2 separate regions of the Oryza sativa genome follow, and region 1 is linked to region 2. A link is a contact called in public HiCAR-type data. All regions are on one chromosome and are shown on one strand. Each heading gives the region's core, a stretch centred on a gene start, on an enhancer-like site or on the middle of the called end of the contact. The rest is flanking DNA. Distances are from core to core; before and after follow the strand shown. Region 1 holds the start of LOC4328841 (peroxidase 70). Region 2 holds the start of LOC4328833 (peroxidase P7).

Evidence for each region. HiCAR-type assays count read pairs that join an accessible place to other places.
Region 1: a contact with region 2 is called in a HiCAR-type map of leaf, with 2.0 times the contacts expected there. The contact joins the promoter of LOC4328841 here to the promoter of LOC4328833 in region 2. A contact is called at or near these places in 1 of 15 Hi-C or Micro-C datasets (seedling) and 1 of 4 datasets of contacts at active chromatin or transcription factors (leaf).

What each region holds. Positions count from the first base shown.
Region 1 is chr2:7,961,461-7,965,549 of ASM3414082v1, forward strand. It overlaps LOC4328841 (peroxidase 70), which reads left to right and starts at 2,121. Exons shown (of 2, transcript XM_015770060.3): 1 at 2,121-2,675; 2 at 2,751-3,550. The coding sequence starts at 2,256. The coding sequence ends at 3,314. LOC107280132 (a long non-coding RNA gene) reads right to left here. Exons shown (of 4, transcript XR_010739587.1): 3 at 1,387-1,467; 4 at 1-439. It overlaps LOC136355373 (a long non-coding RNA gene), which reads right to left and starts at 2,379. Exons shown (of 2, transcript XR_010739588.1): 1 at 2,255-2,379; 2 at 1,846-2,085.
Region 2 is chr2:7,783,374-7,787,736 of ASM3414082v1, forward strand. It overlaps LOC4328833 (peroxidase P7), which reads left to right and starts at 2,730. Exons shown (of 3, transcript XM_015771456.3): 1 at 2,730-3,025; 2 at 3,127-3,321; 3 at 3,414-4,108. The coding sequence starts at 2,795. The coding sequence ends at 3,968.

The DNA.
Region 1 (4,089 bases), core at 871-3,370, 180 kb after region 2:
AATTTGACATATAGTTTCCCTATATATATATATATGCATGCATGTTTTGTATAAATAAAGTGTCAACGACCAAACACAAAATCGATCACCATCAGCACCGCTACTTTCCAGCCTGAATCACGTCAGAAGCTAAGTATTTCGTTGGTCGATCGATCAAGCCCGTATAACTGCACTCCAGTTTAATTAATTAGGGTGGTCAAGTGGTCGTCGCCGGGCACATGCTCGTGTCTGCTCGTACGTCCGTCCATCCCTAAAATGCTGCGAGTCCCGATCGAAATTTTTTTTCTCTGAATTTTGTATACTTGCTCAGCTGAATGGTGTCAGAACTGGAAAACCAAATATTGACAGAGGTTGTTTCCTTCTGCGGAATTGCTAACCTTCGGCTGTGTTTAGATCCAAAGTTTGGATCCAAACTTCAGTCCTTTTCCATCACATCAACCTGTCATACATACAACTTTTCAGTCACATCATCTCCAATTTCAACCAAATCTAAACTTTGGATCTAACTAAACACAGCCTTCGTTTGATAGAAAATTGAAGCCTAATTAAATTATGTAGATTTCGAGTCGTATCTACTTTGGTTATGCTCCAACTCCGACGACAAATGGTGGTGACCCTGACCCTGACCAGTTAAGGTTAATTACGTTAGCTCGTATCTCATATGTGGTCTGATGGGCATATCTCAAATACCAAAATTACGATGGGCACATCCACCACTACTAGAAAGACTATTTTCTAGACGATGGCAAAATATTTTTCTAGGCGGGTAGAACTCTCGAAGCCAAAGGACCGGCTAAAAAATGGCAAGGGGGAGGAGGAGGGGGAGGGCGATGACAGTCCGTCTGCGAAGATACAATTTCGCACGCGGACCACGTAAGATAGCGCCTGTGAAAATACCAAAATTAATATGTCCAATTTGCATGATCGACAGCCCCTTGCCTCCTATATTCATCGATCCACAGCAAATGTAGTTTAATTCCAAGCTACCGATCGAACCATCTTAAATTCTGTCAATCTGTTTTGAATATTATTCTTTTATTCACATTGGATATATATGATCCTGTCATGTCTCGCCTACGTGCTCATCACGGCTATTTAATGGCATCAATCCGTTTCTCACATCTCTTAAGCGAATTTATATACGATCGGTATACGTGATCACAACATGCATGAACGTGATCACAGGAAAAGATAACTTTAAAAACCACGATTTGCCGAGATAAAACCTAAGAATGAGACACGAAGCTTAATTCAAATTAGCTGGTTGATTACGATTTTTACCGGTGAACACAATCCACGCTTGAACTTTATGAATTGCATAAATTAATGCATATGAATGTATTTTGGGGGAAACACATACAACTTGGTAGAGAACCAATTACAAACCTTGGTGTCCATGCTTAGGGGTTTATTGAAGTCCTAGTGGTGGTCTCGTCACATATTCGTGAAGTTATCCTTGCATTTTTCCTATTATGCAAACCACATGCATATATATACATCATGTAGATAGAGACCAAAGATAAATGTGTGAATATAATAAAATTTTTATCAGAAGCTACTAAGCTAGTGTATCCATGTGTAGTACTACCTTCATTCCAAGAGAAAAGTTTTGCAGTCCTTGAGAAAATATCTCAAGGCACATTAAAGTTTGTTGTAATTTGAGATACTTACTATCTGGAGGTACATTCCAAAATATATGATAATGATTAGTTTATTTTTAACCAACTAATCTCATTCCAAAAACAAATAGAGGGACTATATAATTTTCTCTGATCCCCTGTAAATTTTGAACTGTACTCATGGTCTATTGCGCACGTCTCCAAATAGTAATGCCAACAACATGTGTGTTATCTAAACAATTTTTTTTGTTCCATTCAATCCATTGGGCATTTTTTCTGAGCGATACATAAACGATAAGCATATTTGGCTGCATATATATGAGTGTTGCATTTGTCAACAGGAGGAGAAAGGTCTTTGAACTTCTCGAGTGTTTTTTCCACTTGTGTAGCGGCCTAACTTTGACCCCCCATTTTCGTCATCGAAAGGTACCCCTTTTGCATGCATGCAAATGCAACCTCAGCCACACTATAAATAGCAACACATTTGTTACTTCTCAGCTCGTGCCAGCCACACATCAAGTAAGCTAAGCTACTGAGCTAACTCAGCTTAGCTAAGCTTAGCTAGAGCTCAAGTGATTAAGCAAGAACACTTAGTTACTCATAGATAATTAATTAATTAAGATTTGTGAGATTACCATGGCTTCGAGGAGTAGCTGGCATTGCTGCTTGCTGGCCTTCTTCCTCCTCTCGTCCGCCGCCGGCGCCGCCTACGGGCAGCAGCTGTCGACGACGTTCTACGCGGCGAGCTGCCCGACGCTGCAGGTGGTGGTGCGCGCCACCGTGCTCGGCGCGCTCCTCGCCGAGCGGCGGATGGGCGCGTCCCTCGTCAGGCTCTTCTTCCACGACTGCTTCGTCCAGGGCTGCGACGCCTCCATCCTCCTCGACGACGTGCCGGCGACGAGCTTCGTCGGCGAGAAGACGGCGTTCCCCAACGTCAACTCCGTCCGCGGCTACGACGTCATCGACCAGATCAAGCGCAACGTCGAGCTCCTCTGCCCCGGCGTCGTCTCCTGCGCCGACATCGTCGCCCTCGCCGCCCGCGACAGCACCGCCCTGGTACGCGCCGCCCACCGACACACACAATGTTCGAATTGATTCCATAGATTCTGACGGCGACGCGCGTACGTGCAGCTCGGCGGGCCAAGCTGGGCGGTGCCGCTGGGGCGGCGGGACTCGACGACGGCGAGCCTCAGCGCGGCGAACAGCGACCTGCCGGCGCCGTCGAGCGACCTCGCCACGCTCATCGCGGGGTTCGGCAACAAGGGCCTGAGCCCGCGCGACATGACGGCGCTCTCCGGCGCGCACACCATCGGCTTCTCGCAGTGCGCCAACTTCCGCGACCGCGTCTACAACGACACCAACATCGACCCGGCGTTCGCCGCGCTCCGCCGCCGCGGCTGCCCCGCCGCGCCGGGCTCCGGCGACTCCAGCCTGGCGCCGCTCGACGCGCAGACGCAGAACGTGTTCGACAACGCCTACTACCGCAACCTGCTCGCCCAGCGCGGCCTGCTCCACTCCGACCAGGAGCTCTTCAACGGCGGCTCGCAGGACGCGCTGGTGCAGCAGTACAGCTCCAACCCGGCGCTGTTCGCCGCCGACTTCGCCGCCGCCATGATAAAGATGGGGAACATCAAACCGCTCACCGGAGCCGCCGGCCAGATCAGGCGCAGCTGCAGGGCCGTCAACAGCAGCTGATGGATTATTGCTTATATAAGTGTAATTAATTAAGGCATTAAACATGCTTAATTAATATGTTCATGGTGATTCGCAGCTTTGATGTTGGTTACAAAGGTGACCAACCCATATATACACATGATATACATGGATGAATAAGTAAGCTATGGAAAGTACACATATGACCTTGGGTTGAAAAGTGATGGATCAACCAAGCAAGGTCATTATAAATGGGAACATCTGTTTATCATGTGCTACACTAAAGGTGCGTTCGTTCCTGGGGGATTGGGTGAGAAAGCCCATCGTATTCCGCACGCACGCTTCCCAAACTACTAAACGGTGCATTTTTGACAAAAATTTTCTATAGGAAAGTTGCTTTAAAAAATCATATTAATCCATTTTTGAAAATTAAAATAGTTAATACTTAATTAATTATGTGCTAATGGCTTATCTCGTTTTACGTATCTTCCTAATCTTCTTAATCCCTTTCTCCTCGAACTCACTCTAAGTTGTGAAACTATATCTGGATGTGCAAGAATTTCTACAAACAATAAAAAAAGTTTATGCTTCTCTGCTGCCATAAAAATATTGTGATTATTCTACTACTTACCATTGATGAACACAAGTTCTCCGTATATACAATATTATTGTGATTATTCTACTTTTTACCATTGCAAACACTATTTTCATGGCAGCAGAGAAGCATAAACTTTGTTTATTGTTGTTGTTATTGTGATTATTCTACTATTTACCATTGAAAACACTCTATTACACAACTTCTCTTTCTCCCACGTTT
Region 2 (4,363 bases), core at 1,480-3,979:
TGCGAGACGAATCTTTTAAGCCTAATTGCTCCATGATTTGATAATGTGGTGCTACAGTAAATATTTGCTAATAACGGACTAATTAGGTTCAATAAATTCGTCTCGCGGTTTTCTCACAGATTATGTAATTAGTTTTTTTATTAGTGCCCGAAACCCCATATAACACCCTATATAGTACTCGATGTGATAATTTTTGCATTTTTAGGTATCAAAATAAACAAAACCCATCCTAGTGGATTTGCCAAAACCTTATCCCTGAATGTAAACACCCTCTTATTATGAAAATCAAAATGAACCAGCACTAGCTACTACTCTAGCTAGGTAGTGCAGGTTCTAGGGTCTGGACACGTACTGGCAGTACAGCATGCACGGCTGCACCCAATGTCCCAGCTGCAGGCTGCAGCCGTACAGGGCTTCCCAGCCGACACGATCCGGGAAATGGTAAACTTTGTTTCAAAACTAACCCTATCAATTAAGTAATGACTTTATCAAAATTTGACGAGGTAATCTAAAACATGGCCAAAATTTACCTCCATTATCAAGTTTTGATAATTCTAAAAGTTCCTCTCACAAAATCTTAATAATGGTAACAAACTAAACATAACTTCCACTTCTCAACTTTACCAAATACAATATCAATATTTGATAACATTGATTTAGACATTAAAGTGAACAGCCCCTTAATTATCTTTCGTCCTCTTTCCGGAAGAATAATACTCCATCTACATAACTCTGCCAGTCTGCCTTGCAAAACTAAAGCACTTGGAACAGATTCCTCTCTGCAAACAGCGGAACAGAGCACCCAAACAGCAGAAAGGGAGTACAGACACGCACCAAACCAATGAAGCAGCCGCTTCTCCTGCGATCGACACGAAGAGAGATCGGTACAGCTCATGCGCATAATTCCCTCGCCCAGGACAGCATTAGGTTGCGAAGCAGCAGTACGCGAACACACACATGCAGTAGCACCCGCACCGTAGGCTGCAGCGATCGAATAGCAGTGCAGTTCCATGAATTCCAAGGTTGGTGGCGAACTCCCGATCGCCGGAACGCTGGCCGGACAGGCGTTTGGTGGATCCATTCCATCGCATTTTGCATATCTTCGCGTAATCTTAGCTGTAGCCCTGTACTTGGAGTATGTATGTTTTCTGGTCATACCTGATCATTATTTGCTAATAAATATTATTAGCCATACCTTACAAAGACTAAGAAAATCTTGTCATATTTTTTTAAATTCATTAATATGTGAGATCTAATTTATTGGAAAGATAATCTTGTGATAACTATAAGTACAACTAAACAGCCAACAAGGTGATCAAACTTATCAAACTATGGTAAAATATGGTTAACAAACAAACACTCACAAAGGTCGTTCTGAAGTGTGGCAAACTCTGCCACACTTTTCATATTGTTGTCGGCATCACGGACTCATGTACGTATATTGTACAGAATGCATGAATGTAATGGAATAAGTCTATTTGGCCTCCCTCATGTCTTGTTGTTGGTCAAATCGTATCCCTCAACCGTAAAACAGGGTACAAATTAATTTCTTTGGTAGTTTTAAAAGTGGTTTTTGCTGACGTAACACGTTGACTTGGTCCAAGTATGTGTGGGTGTGTGCGCGCACTCGACAATGACATCCAGGTGACCAGTTTATCGCTGCCGTGGGACATGTCGTCATTGGTGCATCCTGGTGAGAGAGAGGGGAGAGAGAGTGGGGAGGGAGGCGAGGTGAGGAAGATAAGATTTGGATGATACGTGGATCCCACCCGCTGACTTAGCTAGTCAATTGCGGTCAATATATCACGTCAGCTAAAATCACCTTCTAAAACACCTAAGGAGATGATTTGCACCGATGTTTAAACACGGGGAGGTGTTATACCCGGTTTTGTGTTAGACGGAGGCGATTCAGTCATGACCAAGACTGAGGAGAAATTATAGACTTAATCTGAATGTTATTGACTGCTATCTCCGTCCAGCCCATCGAAGACCCTGTTAGTTCCAATTGTTATATGGGCCAAAATGGGCCCAAGAAAATCCTCCTCCTTTTTCAGCGTAACCATAACCCTCCGCGAAAGCAGCCAGCTAACCCAATGTGACGCGCGTAGCGCAACTGTAGAGCGTGTGCGCAACCATCTCGCACGCACTTGACTGACAGCCACTCTCCGCCGAACCCCACCACCATGCCGCTGCCACCCCATGGTGGGCTCCCTCCCGCACCCATCATCGCCACCGCCACCGCCACGCGCGCCGAATTCGCCGCCCACTTCCACCACACCACCATGCGATGCAACAACCGGTGGGCGCGCCGCGCGCAGCTCTCGCGGTTAAATTCTCCCAACACCTGCGCACGGCGCACAACCCAACGCCGGCCCGCCAAGACTACGGACGAACGTTCGTCCATCCACCACGGCCCTCGGAGGGCACACGACGCTGACGCTGGATCCGACGGAGTCGGGTGATATAGATTGATTGGTTACTGTTTCACAAGTTCACAACTTGTTTCGATGCTTAAAAGTTCGTAAAGCGAAATAATTGCACCTAATAGATAAACTAATTAGCAACATGTGGCTTGGGCAAAAAACATTAGTACAAAGGATAGGGAATCTTTTGCCAAAAAACCAAACAATATTGTCAAAATTTTTGCCAGGAACAGGAGCCCCTTGGCAGCAACCGGAACACACCGGCTTTTGAGCCTCTATCAACGGTATCGATTAATCACCCTTATCGTCTTTGGTTCCTTCTGCTTGCTTCTCTTGCTGGTTCGTCGGTCGGTGGAGTTTGAGCCTGCGCCATGGCTGTCGGCGGGAGAGGGAGACGGCCGCTGCTCCTGCTCCTGCTCCTCCTCGCCGTGGCGCTGGCGCTGGCGGCGCGCGCGCGGGCGCAGCTGTCGCCGGGGTTCTACTCGGCGAGCTGCCCCACCGTGCACGGCGTCGTGCGGCAGGTCATGTCGCAGGCCGTCATGAACGACACGCGCGCCGGCGCCGCCGTCCTCCGCCTCTTCTACCACGACTGCTTCGTCGGCGTAAGGACCGCGCCGCTCGCCGCCGTCCGGACGAACACATGCTGCCTCTTCTCCGCGCACTGCTAAGCTTTGATTTTGTGTTGTGGGGTTGGGGTTCACAGGGCTGCGACGCGTCGGTGCTCCTCGACGACACCCCCGCGGCGCCCGGCGAGAAGGGCGTCGGCCCCAACGCCGTCGGCTCGACGACCGTCTTCGACCTCGTCGACACCATCAAGGCCCAGGTCGAGGCCGTCTGCCCCGCCACCGTCTCCTGCGCCGACGTCCTCGCCATCGCCGCGCGCGACAGCGTCAACCTGGTCAGTCACACACACTCCACACACACACGCGCGCGCGCGCGCGCCATGTGTTCGACGCAATGACGCAAACCCTGTTGTGCGCACGTGTGCAGCTCGGCGGGCCGAGCTGGGCGGTGCCGCTCGGCCGCCGCGACGCGCTGTCGCCGAGTCGGAGCGCGGTGTCGACCGACCTCCCGGGCCCCGAGGCCGACATCTCCGCGCTCGTCTCCGCCTTCGCCGCCAAGGGCCTGAGCTCGCGCGACCTCGCCGCGCTGTCCGGCGCGCACACCGTCGGCCGCGCCAGCTGCGTCAACTTCCGCACCCGCGTCTACTGCGACGCCAACGTGAGCCCGGCGTTCGCGTCGCACCAGCGGCAGTCCTGCCCGGCGTCCGGCGGCGACGCCGCGCTGGCGCCGCTGGACTCCCTGACCCCCGACGCGTTCGACAACGGCTACTACCGCAACCTCGTCGCCGGCGCCGGGCTGCTGCACTCCGACCAGGAGCTGTTCAACAACGGGCCGGTGGACTCGGTGGTGCAGCTGTACAGCTCCAACGCCGCCGCCTTCTCGTCGGACTTCGCCGCGTCCATGATCAGGCTCGGGAACATCGGCCCGTTGACCGGGTCAACCGGCGAGGTCAGGCTCAACTGCAGGAAAGTGAATTCCTGATCGATACTACTAGATAGCATTGCCGCGCGCAAATTGTTCATAGTACAAAGTTTAAAGTTATATAATCAGCTGTCAATTTCATGTATTAAGTGAATTATGACATAAGAATGCAATAGAAATGTCCCAATTTTAGACATCAATCACTAGTGGATAATTCTTCCGTTTGTTCAATTAATTAAACCTTGCTTAATTCAGCTACCATGTAACTATTGCGACGGCTATGATTTTTGCAATGAACACAAGAACTTTACCCGATTGTTACTAGTAGTGATGTTACTGTGATAGTACTACTGCTGATCACTATCACAGTAGTATCAGTAGACTTGACAAATGCGTAGCAACAAATCACTGGAAAAAAATTCACATGATGTGTTTTGTGTAGTCCTGAATAGTGA